Regions from separate parts of the Mus musculus genome. Here region 1 is linked to region 2. A link is a contact called in public ChIA-PET data. All regions are on one chromosome and are shown on one strand. Each heading gives the region's core, a stretch centred on a gene start, on an enhancer-like site or on the middle of the called end of the contact. The rest is flanking DNA. Distances are from core to core; before and after follow the strand shown.

What was found. ChIA-PET counts read pairs in DNA pulled down with a chosen protein or histone mark.
Region 1: an RNA polymerase II ChIA-PET map of memory CD8 T cells shows a contact between it and region 2, with 62 read pairs. The contact joins two enhancer-like sites. A contact is called at or near these places in 10 of 39 promoter capture datasets (the C10 cell line, the HPC-7 cell line, embryonic stem cells and 3 more), 1 of 15 datasets of contacts at CTCF or cohesin (the NIH/3T3 cell line), 2 of 484 Hi-C or Micro-C datasets (Th1 cells and pre-B cells), 2 of 115 datasets of contacts at active chromatin or transcription factors (CD8 T cells and memory CD8 T cells) and 4 of 9 other capture datasets (adipose tissue, embryonic stem cells, liver and 1 more).

What each region holds. Positions count from the first base shown.
Region 1 is chr1:106,863,198-106,868,412 of GRCm38.p6, forward strand. The region is part of intron 1 of Serpinb5 (serine (or cysteine) peptidase inhibitor, clade B, member 5); the gene reads left to right. Among named protein-coding and RNA genes, the nearest start is that of Serpinb5, 4.6 kb to the left of the region's middle. Within about 2 kb of position 3,749, at least 36 of the 459 cell types and tissues checked have an H3K27ac peak or open chromatin away from gene starts, as enhancers often do. A contact at or near this core is called in CD8 T cells and memory CD8 T cells, where this site is marked.
Region 2 is chr1:106,513,879-106,519,072 of GRCm38.p6, forward strand. No RefSeq gene overlaps it. Among named protein-coding and RNA genes, the nearest start is that of Gm41928, 7.2 kb to the right of the region's middle. Within about 2 kb of position 1,878, at least 85 of the 459 cell types and tissues checked have an H3K27ac peak or open chromatin away from gene starts, as enhancers often do. A contact at or near this core is called in CD8 T cells and memory CD8 T cells, where this site is marked.

The DNA of each region.
Region 1 (5,215 bases), core at 2,499-4,998, 350 kb after region 2:
AATGCTATACCAAAAGTCCCCCATACCCACCCACCCCCACTCCCCTACCCACCCACTCCCCCCTTTTGGCCCTGGCGTTCCCCTGTACTGGAGCATATAACGTTTGCGTGTCCAATGGGCCTCTCTTTCCAGTGATGGCCGACTAGGCCATCTTTTGATACATATGCAGCTAGAGTCAAGAGCTCCGGGGTACTGGTAAGTTCATAATGTTGTTCCACCTATAGAGTTGCAGATCCCTTTAGCTCCTTGGGTACTTTCTCTAGTTCCTCCATTGGGAGCACGTAGTCCCCCGCCCCACCTCTGTATATGAGAGTTCATATGTGTGCTCATCAGATGAGTGTGGCAGATAGTCTGTAGATAGGATGGACCTATATCATTTAACTGTAGGCATGTAGGACAGCAGTCATAAACTAGGGTGGTCTCAGGCAAAGTGGAATGTATAATTACCCTGCCCATGGGGACCTTTATGTTTCCAGATTGACTACTGGCTTGGTGCTTAATACTTGGGAAATCCTTATGTAAGCTATCAGTTCAGAGAAGTGAGTTTTCTTCCCTCTTTCTAGTGCATGTGCCTCCATTCATTCATTTTATTTTTAATTGAAACATCATTTCCTCCTCTCTATCCTTCCCCAGCCCCTCCCAGGGTGTTTCCCCTCAAATCCCTCCCACGGCCCTCACTGTGAAATTGATAGCATCTATTTATTCTATTGCATTTGTTAGACACACACACACACACACACACACACACACACACACACACACACAGAGAGAGAGAGAGAGAGAGAGAGAGAGAGAGAGAGAGAGAGAACACAGATACACACAGAGACCACATAGAGACCCTCATATCATATATATGCTTCTGTGAGTGGATACAAATATGTTTAAATAGAGCCTGCTGAATATGTTTTGTTTGTGAGTATCTATATGATTTCAAAGCTGGCCACTCTGCATTGGACAGCCAATGAAGGGCATTATCCTTAGAAAGGGCTTCTCCCAGCAGTCAATAGTTCTTTGTCTAGGTATTGAGCCCATCAAACCCTCTCCCCCTTCCATGTTAATGTGTTCATTGATATTTCCATTGTTCTGGTCCTGCTTATGAGGCCATTCATAGGAAAGACTCACAACACTCTTCCCCATATTCTGGGTCTTACAATCTTTCTATCCCTCTCCCCAAAATGTTTCCTGAGTCATAGATATAGGAGCTGTGATGTAGATGTTCATGGAGTTGGGCTTTTCATGATCTGTCAATTTCTCCATTGTGCCCAATTGTGGGTTCTTGTGTTTTCCTGTAATCTGGATTCCTCCATTTGCAGTAAATAGAAGCTTTTTATGTGTGGGGATAATGAGGAGGGGTCTCCAGCTGGTGAGGAGAGAGGGAGTTTAATACAGAGGAGAAAGAGGAGCAAGGGACAAATAACAACAAAGTTATTTAATATGCCTCGATGAATTATATTATTTTATGTTAACTTAAAATTACATACAATAGTTAAGTGTATATATACACATCTATCTATCTATCTATCTATCTATCTATCTATCTATCTATCTATCTATCTATCTAATTTATTGATGAATGAATCATCTACCTATCTTAACAGAAGTTAAGTCACTTGATAGAGCCAGGCACAGGAGATTCACTGGGAAGATGTGACAAGAGGGACACAAGGTACCTGAGCACAGGTATCCAGCCACATAGAAAAAAATGTAGATTAAAATAAATAGATTATTTTAGTTATGATATAATAAGAGAAAAGCCCAGCTATATGGCTAAGGTATTTGTAAATATATTTTGATATATTTCTTATTTCTGGGAACATGGGGCTGGGAGGAACCAATGCAAACTTCTACAGTCACGCCCATGCTTCCAGAAAACACTATGTGACCTGCCAAGGGAGGGATGCTGTTAGTCAGTTTTGCTCAGCTGCAACACTTATGAACCATGACAATTACCAGCATGGCAGGGTGTGCAAAATGTGCAGTGGTGCTCACACGTTAGTGGTAACCAGCAGCTGTCTAATTGCACCTAGGGTCCACTCAACAGGAAGGAAGTCACATCTGGTCCTAGAAACCTACCCAGTTCTCCAGAGCTAGTGAAGCCATGGACCTTAGTGAAGAATCTACTATCACTATGTTGATAGGCCAGCATAATTCCTTACTATATTCTAAACCTTATCCTTACACCCACACATTTGTTTGTATTCTCTCCTTGCCCCCCATATTTGTCAGACTAAGACCTTATCCTTTCATATGACTCACTTGGATGTCAGTGCTTCCCAGAAAATTCCCTGAGATTTCCTCTAGGGCTGTGGTGTTGACGAGAATCCCCGTGGTAACTAATACACTCTAGTATACACTCTTAGGCCACTAGCTGATAGCTTGGTGGAGACAGAAGTTACTATGTGTGCGTCTTGGATTTTATTTTTTCCAATTGTTTTGATTTATGTTTATTTTATATGTATGGGTGTTTTGCCCGCATGTATGTCTGTGCACCACATGCACACAGTGTCTACAGAGGCCATTAAATCCTCTCAGGCTGGAGTTACAGATGGTCGTGAACCATTATGTGGGTGTTGGGAGTCAAACCCGGTTCCTCTGGAAGATCAGCCAGGGCTTTTAGTCACTGAGCCATCTCTCCAGCCCTCGCCTTGGGATTCCTAATGCCTACTTCTGCCTGGCTTGAGTTAGGTGTCCACGCCTTATAGAACTAATGAAAGAATTGAAATACCAGAGGCAGAAAGGAGAACCAGAGCTCCTTCAGGTAGGAAAACCCTAAGGGAAAAGTCCTGTGTCATTAAAACCAACCAACTAAACAAACACCGCAAAATCCAAACAAAAGCAATATTCCTCCCCAACACAGACGGTATCTTGGGATCTTTGAAGGAGATCATTTAGGATATGGGAGTTTGGGAACTTGAGAGGCTACAGAAATATCAAATGCTGGCCAAAGTCCAATTATGAAGAAAGAAGGTGAGGAGGTGTGGGGAGCCCGGGCTGGGAGCCAGGAGAAATGAATTCCAGGTTTGGCTTTGCCACTCTCACTCCTGCGTGGGTGGCCTGGGAGAATCACGGCATCACCCTCCATTTCACTCATTTGCAAAATGAAGAGGTGGGGCCAGACTAGATCCTACTGCAAGATCTTGTCCTACTTTAAACGTTGATTATACAATACCTCAGCAAAGAATGGCAGGAATACCTCTCTTGACTTCTAATTCTCATTTTTCTTAAGAATTTTTAAAAGTTAATTAAAATGTAATCACATAATTTCCCCCTCCCTTTCTTCTGCCCAACCCTTCCTATCCCCCTACTACTATTTCTCAAATTCACAGCCTCTTTTTTCTCTTCTTATTTTCACATAGATTTATAAACACATACACATATAAATACAGCCTACTGAGTCTACTTCGTGTTGCTTGTATGCTTACCGTTTCAGGGCTGACCAGGTTAGTCCTGTATAAACAACTAGTGGGTCATCCCCTAGTCAAAGAACTACGGATTCTTGCAAACTGACTTCGTGTTACTACTTGAGGAGTTACTGACTTTCTCTCTAATAAGATAAAGGTTACTTTAAAACTCCTAAGTGGTTTTGAATGGTGCAGTTTTTCTGTTGGAGTAAACTAGAATAATATCTTTACGAAAACGTCTTGGATTTTCATGAAAGTGAAAGAAGACAACCCCATGAGCAGGTGACAAATGTGACTGACGTTTGCATTTTGAAGCTGAGCTGACAACAGAAGCCTCCTGCGTGGGGCCCACTCATCTCTGATGTGGCATTTGACAGTTTTAAAATAGAATTTGTTTCTGCAAAATGGCCTGTGGAGGAAGTTCTTACCTTTTTCTGGGCATTCCTGCCAGTATGTTGAAGCTTTCTGTAAGTTCTTTGTCTTACAGAACGGGGGTGGGGGAGTGGCGGTGCCAGTTAACTGTGTCCAAGGCCTCTCTCAAACTACTTTGGATGACAGCAGCTTTTCAGTGCTTTCGGGATAATTGGAACAAATCACAGAGCCACTAATGTGATTTTCCATGTGACATTATGGTTGATTTCTTATTTATTTATTTATTTATTTATTTATTTATTTATTTATTTAATGTATATGAGTGTTCTGTCTTCATATACACCAGAAAAGGGAATTATATCCCATTACAGATGGCTGTGAGCCACCATGTGGGTGCTGGGAATTGAACTCAGGACTGCTTGCCATTTGTCTAGTTGTTGTGACAAAATGCCAGAGACAAACAATTTAAGGAAGGATGTGTTTCCTTTGTCTTTGAGTTGGAGGAGACACAGCCCCTTTTGACAGGGAAGGAACAACAGCAGGGACCAGGGACTGGGCGACTGGTAGCTCTGGATCCACAGTCAGGAAACAGAGTGGGATGGTGGCAGTTCTCGGCTTGCTTTCCCTTTCTTATTTCGTCGGAGACTCTGACTCCACATATGTACAGATGTTACCTTTGACACCTTTGAGCTCTATCAGGCAATTGTGCTGTAGAAGGGACCTCAGATATTAAGAGCTGCTACCGTTCTCCATAGCCAAGAAGGATTTTCTGATAAAGGAGCCACTTGTCAGGCAGATAAACAGGTTTGGACTTCAAGTGCTGAAGTTGCCAGGCAGAAGAAGGTTCTCTGTTGAAGGGAAGATCTGGCAGATAGGAACTGTCAAATGTGCATCCGTTTATAGTTTCCAAGCAAAATGTGGATCCAAGCCTCATGTTGGAGTGCAGCACTGAGATACTTGGTAATTAGCCTTATTAAAAGCTGAATGAGTCTTTATGCGCAGTCATTTAGGCTAAGTGTATCTCTGCACATGCTGTAACTAATGAACGGCAGAGTGGACATTTCCTTAGGTTTGGGCATGCTTCCTGGATGTAGTATTGACAAATTTGCAGGAAACAGAGTTTAGGTTTCTCTATTCACTTCATACCAATTCACACTCATGCTGACTTGTGCTTGTGGTGAACCAAGAACTGTCAGTGTTACAAATGCTGCTACAGGAAGCCCCAGCTCTTGCTCTGAACGTCTCTCGTGTATATTTCTTGGACCTGGGATGAAAAGTCTCTCATAGCTTCCCTTGTGGTAAGCAGATGCTCAAAACTGTTGGGGCTGGAGAGATGGCTCAGCAGGTAAAAGCACTGACTACTCTTCCAAAGGTCATGAGTTCAAATCCCAGCAACCACATGGTGGCTCACAACCATCCTTAATAAGATCTGACACCCTCTT
Region 2 (5,194 bases), core at 628-3,127:
TAATTAGCTAGTTAATCCCAGTTCCATTTTGTGAGTGGTCTTTCCATTCCCCACTGATGTGTGGCATAAACATTATCATGCATTAAATACTCATGCATGCTAAAAATAAAAAGTCATCTCAGCTCAGCGTTGTACATTAATCTGAGGCACTCAGAGGTAGTGTTTGTGAAATTGGAATGTCCTTCCTCTCCTGTCCTCCCCAGAGACAGAAAACAGAGGGAAGGAAGCCAGGCAAACATTAAACAACGTTGGCTGTGCTGGATCGTGTTTATGCCAGGAAAAAAAAAAAAAAAAAAAAAAAAAAAAACAGAATAAGATTGCATGATTTAAAGACTATTATGCCGCTGAAAGAACCTAAAAAATGAGCTGCTCTCTCTTTGGTACTTACTCCACACCCAGCTCTGTGAGAACAGTTTCGTGATGCTGTCAGTCCCATGACCACCCATGATGAGGTGTTTTGTACCATTGCCTTGATTTTAGACCTGAGAATGTGTGGCTTCTCCTACGTCTGTCAGAAGGGAGCCTCCCCAAGATGCAGCAAACCCAGCCAGTCAGCGAGGCACTGTGATGGTTCTTTGTCTGAGCTATTCTTCTCAACAAAGACATCAGACAATGACAAGCACAACAAAGACAATCCTGGTAGAGCAACAATGGGGCTGGGATGTAAAATGATGCACCCAGGCATTTCTGTGGGTCTCAGAAGTGAGGACCACTGTCAGTCAGCAGTTAGTTATGTAAGCCCTGAAGTCACAGCAGCCTTCCTCCCTCCAGGAAAGGCAGGCAGAAAGCTCTTCATCCAATAGGCTTAAGAAGGCAGGACAGAACCTTCCCATCCCCCTGAAACCCCATGGTAGCCCAGATAATTCAGTACTTGAATTTTTGTTAAACCTACTTCTCTTAATTATGTTTCTATTGCTGGGATAAACACCACAAATAAAAGCAGTTTTCGGAGGAAACCGGCTGATGGTCCATCATGAAGAGAACTCGGCACAGGAGCTCAAGGTAAGAACCTAGAATCAGGAACCGAAGCAGAGGCCATGAAGGAACATTGCTTACTGGCTTGTTTCCCATGGCTTGCTCGGCTCACTCTCTCTTATGTTTCACACCCACCTGCACAGGGGTGACACTGCCCCTACGAGGCTGGGCTCTCCCACATCAATCATTAATTAGGAAAATGGCTCACAGGCTTGCCTCCAGGCCAAGGTGATGAAAGCATCTTCTCACCCACGGTTCCTTCTTTCTAATGATGTCTAGATTAATGTCGGATTGACAAAAACCAACATGCACACTAGTAGACTTTTGGGGTGTTTACATTGCTTAGAACTAACTATTCATTTACCTGTTATTTGTTGATTGTCTCCACAGTCCAACCAGAGGCCATACTGTGGAGACATATGGTAAGGTCCTCAAATGACCCTGGGACACACACAGGTCCAAGTCAAGGCTATGGGAAGTATTATGAAGGCAACATGGATCCTGGCTGTCAAGGGCCACGTTCTTTCTGAGTTTAGGGTTCTGTTGGTAGTACAGAAGAAGCATGCCAGGGATTTAGGTCACATATTGAGAATCTTATGACTCTGAAGCCTACTTTGTTACTTCCTTCCATCTAAGTACTAGTTAGGCTCAACGCTGCCCAGCTTCCAAGCCCAGTATGTTCAGAGTGGCTGGGCTGCCCTAGACTTATAATGCTGGCTGGCTGTACAGTAAGCACAGCCTCTCTCACCTCTTGGTATTCCTGCATAGCCACCCCCTCCGTATCCCTGCACAGACCTCCCCTCCCCCCCCCGTCAGTATCCCTGCACAGCCTCCCCCACCCTCAGTATCCATGCCAACCCCAGAGATGAGTGATTTGCTCCAGTTTTGTCAGTTCAAACCACATCCTGCCCATTTCCACTTTCCACAACCGGCTCATGACACCGGTGACTCTAAGATGTGGCAGGCTTCTGGGCCAAGAAACAGCAGAGATCTGTTTCGCAGAAGTGAAAATCATCTAGTGGTCACCCATCAGGTAAGCTTTCCCTCCCCAAGTCCCCCATCTGCAGATGAGGCTGACACTCAGCCTGCGGTCACCAACTTAACCATAGCTTTCCCCTAAAGGAAAGTTAAGCCTGAGGCAGGAAGGTCAGTGGTGCACTCACGAAGGAGCTACACTCATCTGGTTCAAGGCCTGAAGCCAAGAATGTAGCCTCCCATAGTTGGTAAGGACACAAAGAGAGCATCTCTTCACTTTACAGATGGGGGTGGGGGGAGTTAGTTCAGGGGCCAGACTGATAGAGGCAGAAGCTAAGCTGGAACCTCAGTCAAGTTCACTCAAAGACAATCAGTTTGGCCCAGGTCTGTGAGTTATCATTGAACTGAGGAGTTAGGTGACCAAACGATGCATCTCATAGCTGGACACTGTCTATTAAAAGCCAGCAGAAGGGCAGTTACTAGTTTAGCAAACAGCACAGAAGTCATGCTTAAGGTGTTAGGTGATCAAGGACACCAATACAAATAAACATTTTAAGGCCGGGTAGGGTGGCACACACCTGGACGTCCTGGCAATGAGGAGGTGAGGACGGGAGGATCATGAGTTCAAAGGTAAAATGAGCCATCTATCAAAAGTGTACCTTTAAAAATCAAAATAGAAATCAGAATAAATAATTTGAAGGAATTTAACACTTGAAGTGGAAGAAAAAGAGGAGGATGGGGAGACAGAAAGCAGAAGAGGAGAGGCAGGAGATGACAAGATGCAACACTCAGGAGGTCATTCTGGGCTAAAGAGGTGGCTCAGTGGCTTTTCCAGAGGATTCAGGTTAGCTTCCCAGTACCCATGTCAGGTGGCCTCACAGCCAGCTCAAGTCCACAGACATGAGACCAGACACCCTCTTCTAGCCTCAGTAGACATCTGCATACATCTACAAATACCTTTATACTCTCTCTCTCTCTCTCTCTCTCTTTCTCTCTCTCTCTCTCTCACACACACACACACACACACACACACACACACACACAGACAATTTACAATTTTTAAATAAATAAGTCAATTAAAAAGTTGTCAAAGAAGTCATCATGAAAAATAGACCTTTGAAGAATTCTTAATCCTATGATTTGAAGGAGGCGGGTGCTAGGAATGAAACTCATGGCCTTGTCCATGTTAGGCAAAAGCTCTACCACTGAGCAGTTGTTCAGCCCCTTTGCAATTGTTAAATGCATTCGAGCAAGCACTGCCATCTTCTGAATGTTCCGGGAAGAAAACCAATCAATAGTTTGGAAGAACTGTAGCCTCAATCAAGCTTGGGATGTTGGAATCCACAAGACCAGGGATGACCTAGATGGCCAAATGGTCTCCAAATATACAGCCATGACCCCTTGTCCAACAGGCAGTCCAGGCTGGTGAACATACAGGGCCTGTCTCTATGCACACTGACCACAATAAATATTGATTTTCACCAGTGCTGGGTTTCCTTATCTTTCAAGGGTGTGATATGGCCCCTAACTGCTTAACTTATTAACTTGGCTTTCCATTCCCATTGAAAAGCAGAGGACAAAGCAGAACTGTAAGGGGCATGCTTGAGTGTGTGTGCACATGCATGTGTGTATGTAGATGCCTGCATGTGTTATGTGTTTGTGTGCATGTGTTGTGTGTTTGTGTTCATGTGTTGTGTGTTTCGGTGTGCATGTGAGTGTTGTGTGTGTTCATGGCCTCTCAGTGGTATCTTGAGAGTTTAACTTGGACATGGAAGGGCCTCCTACAGAAAACTGCTGTAGGAACTCATTCCATTTAAGTACATAACCTGCAAACATCCTATACCAAGTTGGGCCTGGCCCTGAGCCTGGGCTAATTTCAGCTCCATTGTGGGGAGACCAGCTCTGCCGTCGGTTTAACTGCCAGCCCAGATAAGCAGCAGTGTGCTGAGAACCATAGGTTGCACAACCAACCACTGTGCCAACCTAGGGAAAAAAGACTCTGCAGTCCCTTCGGTCACAAATGGATTTCATTTCTGCCTCCGTCTACTCCTCTCCCTGTCCTATTTTTAGTGCTCAAGTTGGTTTTAGTTAGGCTCTGGTTGGTATGGAGGGGAGGGTGGTGGGTACTGTTCCCCCTCTAGGCATGCAGGCATCAGCCTGGTATCTGCCCCCTGGCTTCCTTTCAGAGGCCAGGATGTGCAGAGTGGTTACACACTCCTGCCAGGGCTGGGTGCCCACGAAAGCCAAGGCCTTGCCCATTTGTGATGAGCAGATGAGCGGTGGGGCAGTGAAACCAGTGCAGAGGCAGCAGGCTCATAAAGAAGAGGAGAATATTTCCACCAACAGCTTCATCCCTAAAATCACCATGCTCAGCTCCCCAGTCAGGTCCTCATGTGGCTGTGACGCGCTCCCTATTAAGATCAGTCTACCTTCCTTCTTATGAATGCCACTCCAGGATCCGTTGAGAGCTGACTGCTCTCTACAAGGTACAATCACCGGACATGTGTTCAGTCTCAACCTTGAGTGATAGAAACCTTGCCACTTCAGCATTTCCCAAGGATAAGGATATTTGAGAGATCCCAGAGCAGCAGCAGATGCATCCAATGCAGGTATCAATAATTTCTTCTTTAGATTCCTAGATCTGGGAAGTCAGAACTATGGACACATTAGATATGCAAGAATACAAAGAACCAGAGAGGCAAGCAAACCCACTGGTATCGAAGAGAGGCTGAGAAAGCAGGACAGAGAAGACTGAAGGAGGAGAGGATGTCGAACATCACACTTCATTTGCATGTGTGCCACCATGGGTCATTTTACACAATGCTGCCGTTGCCATGGCTCCTTACTGTATGATCCTTGATTCTCAGATGTGAGGGCAGATATGGCAATGGAAAAAAAGGCCAGGGCACCATGGCTAAGGCTCTGTTAGAGCAGGAGGTTCCAGGGCCTGAGTTTATGGTGGTCTGAAGTACCAAGACCCTAACATAACAGGATTTGGCAGATCTAAGGCTCATTCAAGGATGTTAAAGCTCCAGGCCCTGTAGAGTCTGGATCATCATAAATCTCCAGTGAGAGATACAGGTGAAGTTCACAATGTCTCTGCTTGATTTGGTTTTGCCATTTCAGCTCCATCCTCTCTGCTTCCTTTTCAGTGCTCAACCAGGAGACTGGGGGCTGAAGGGCCTCACCTTTACCCATCCTGATGGGGACAGCTTTCAGATGTGCTATTGCTGGATTTGAACAC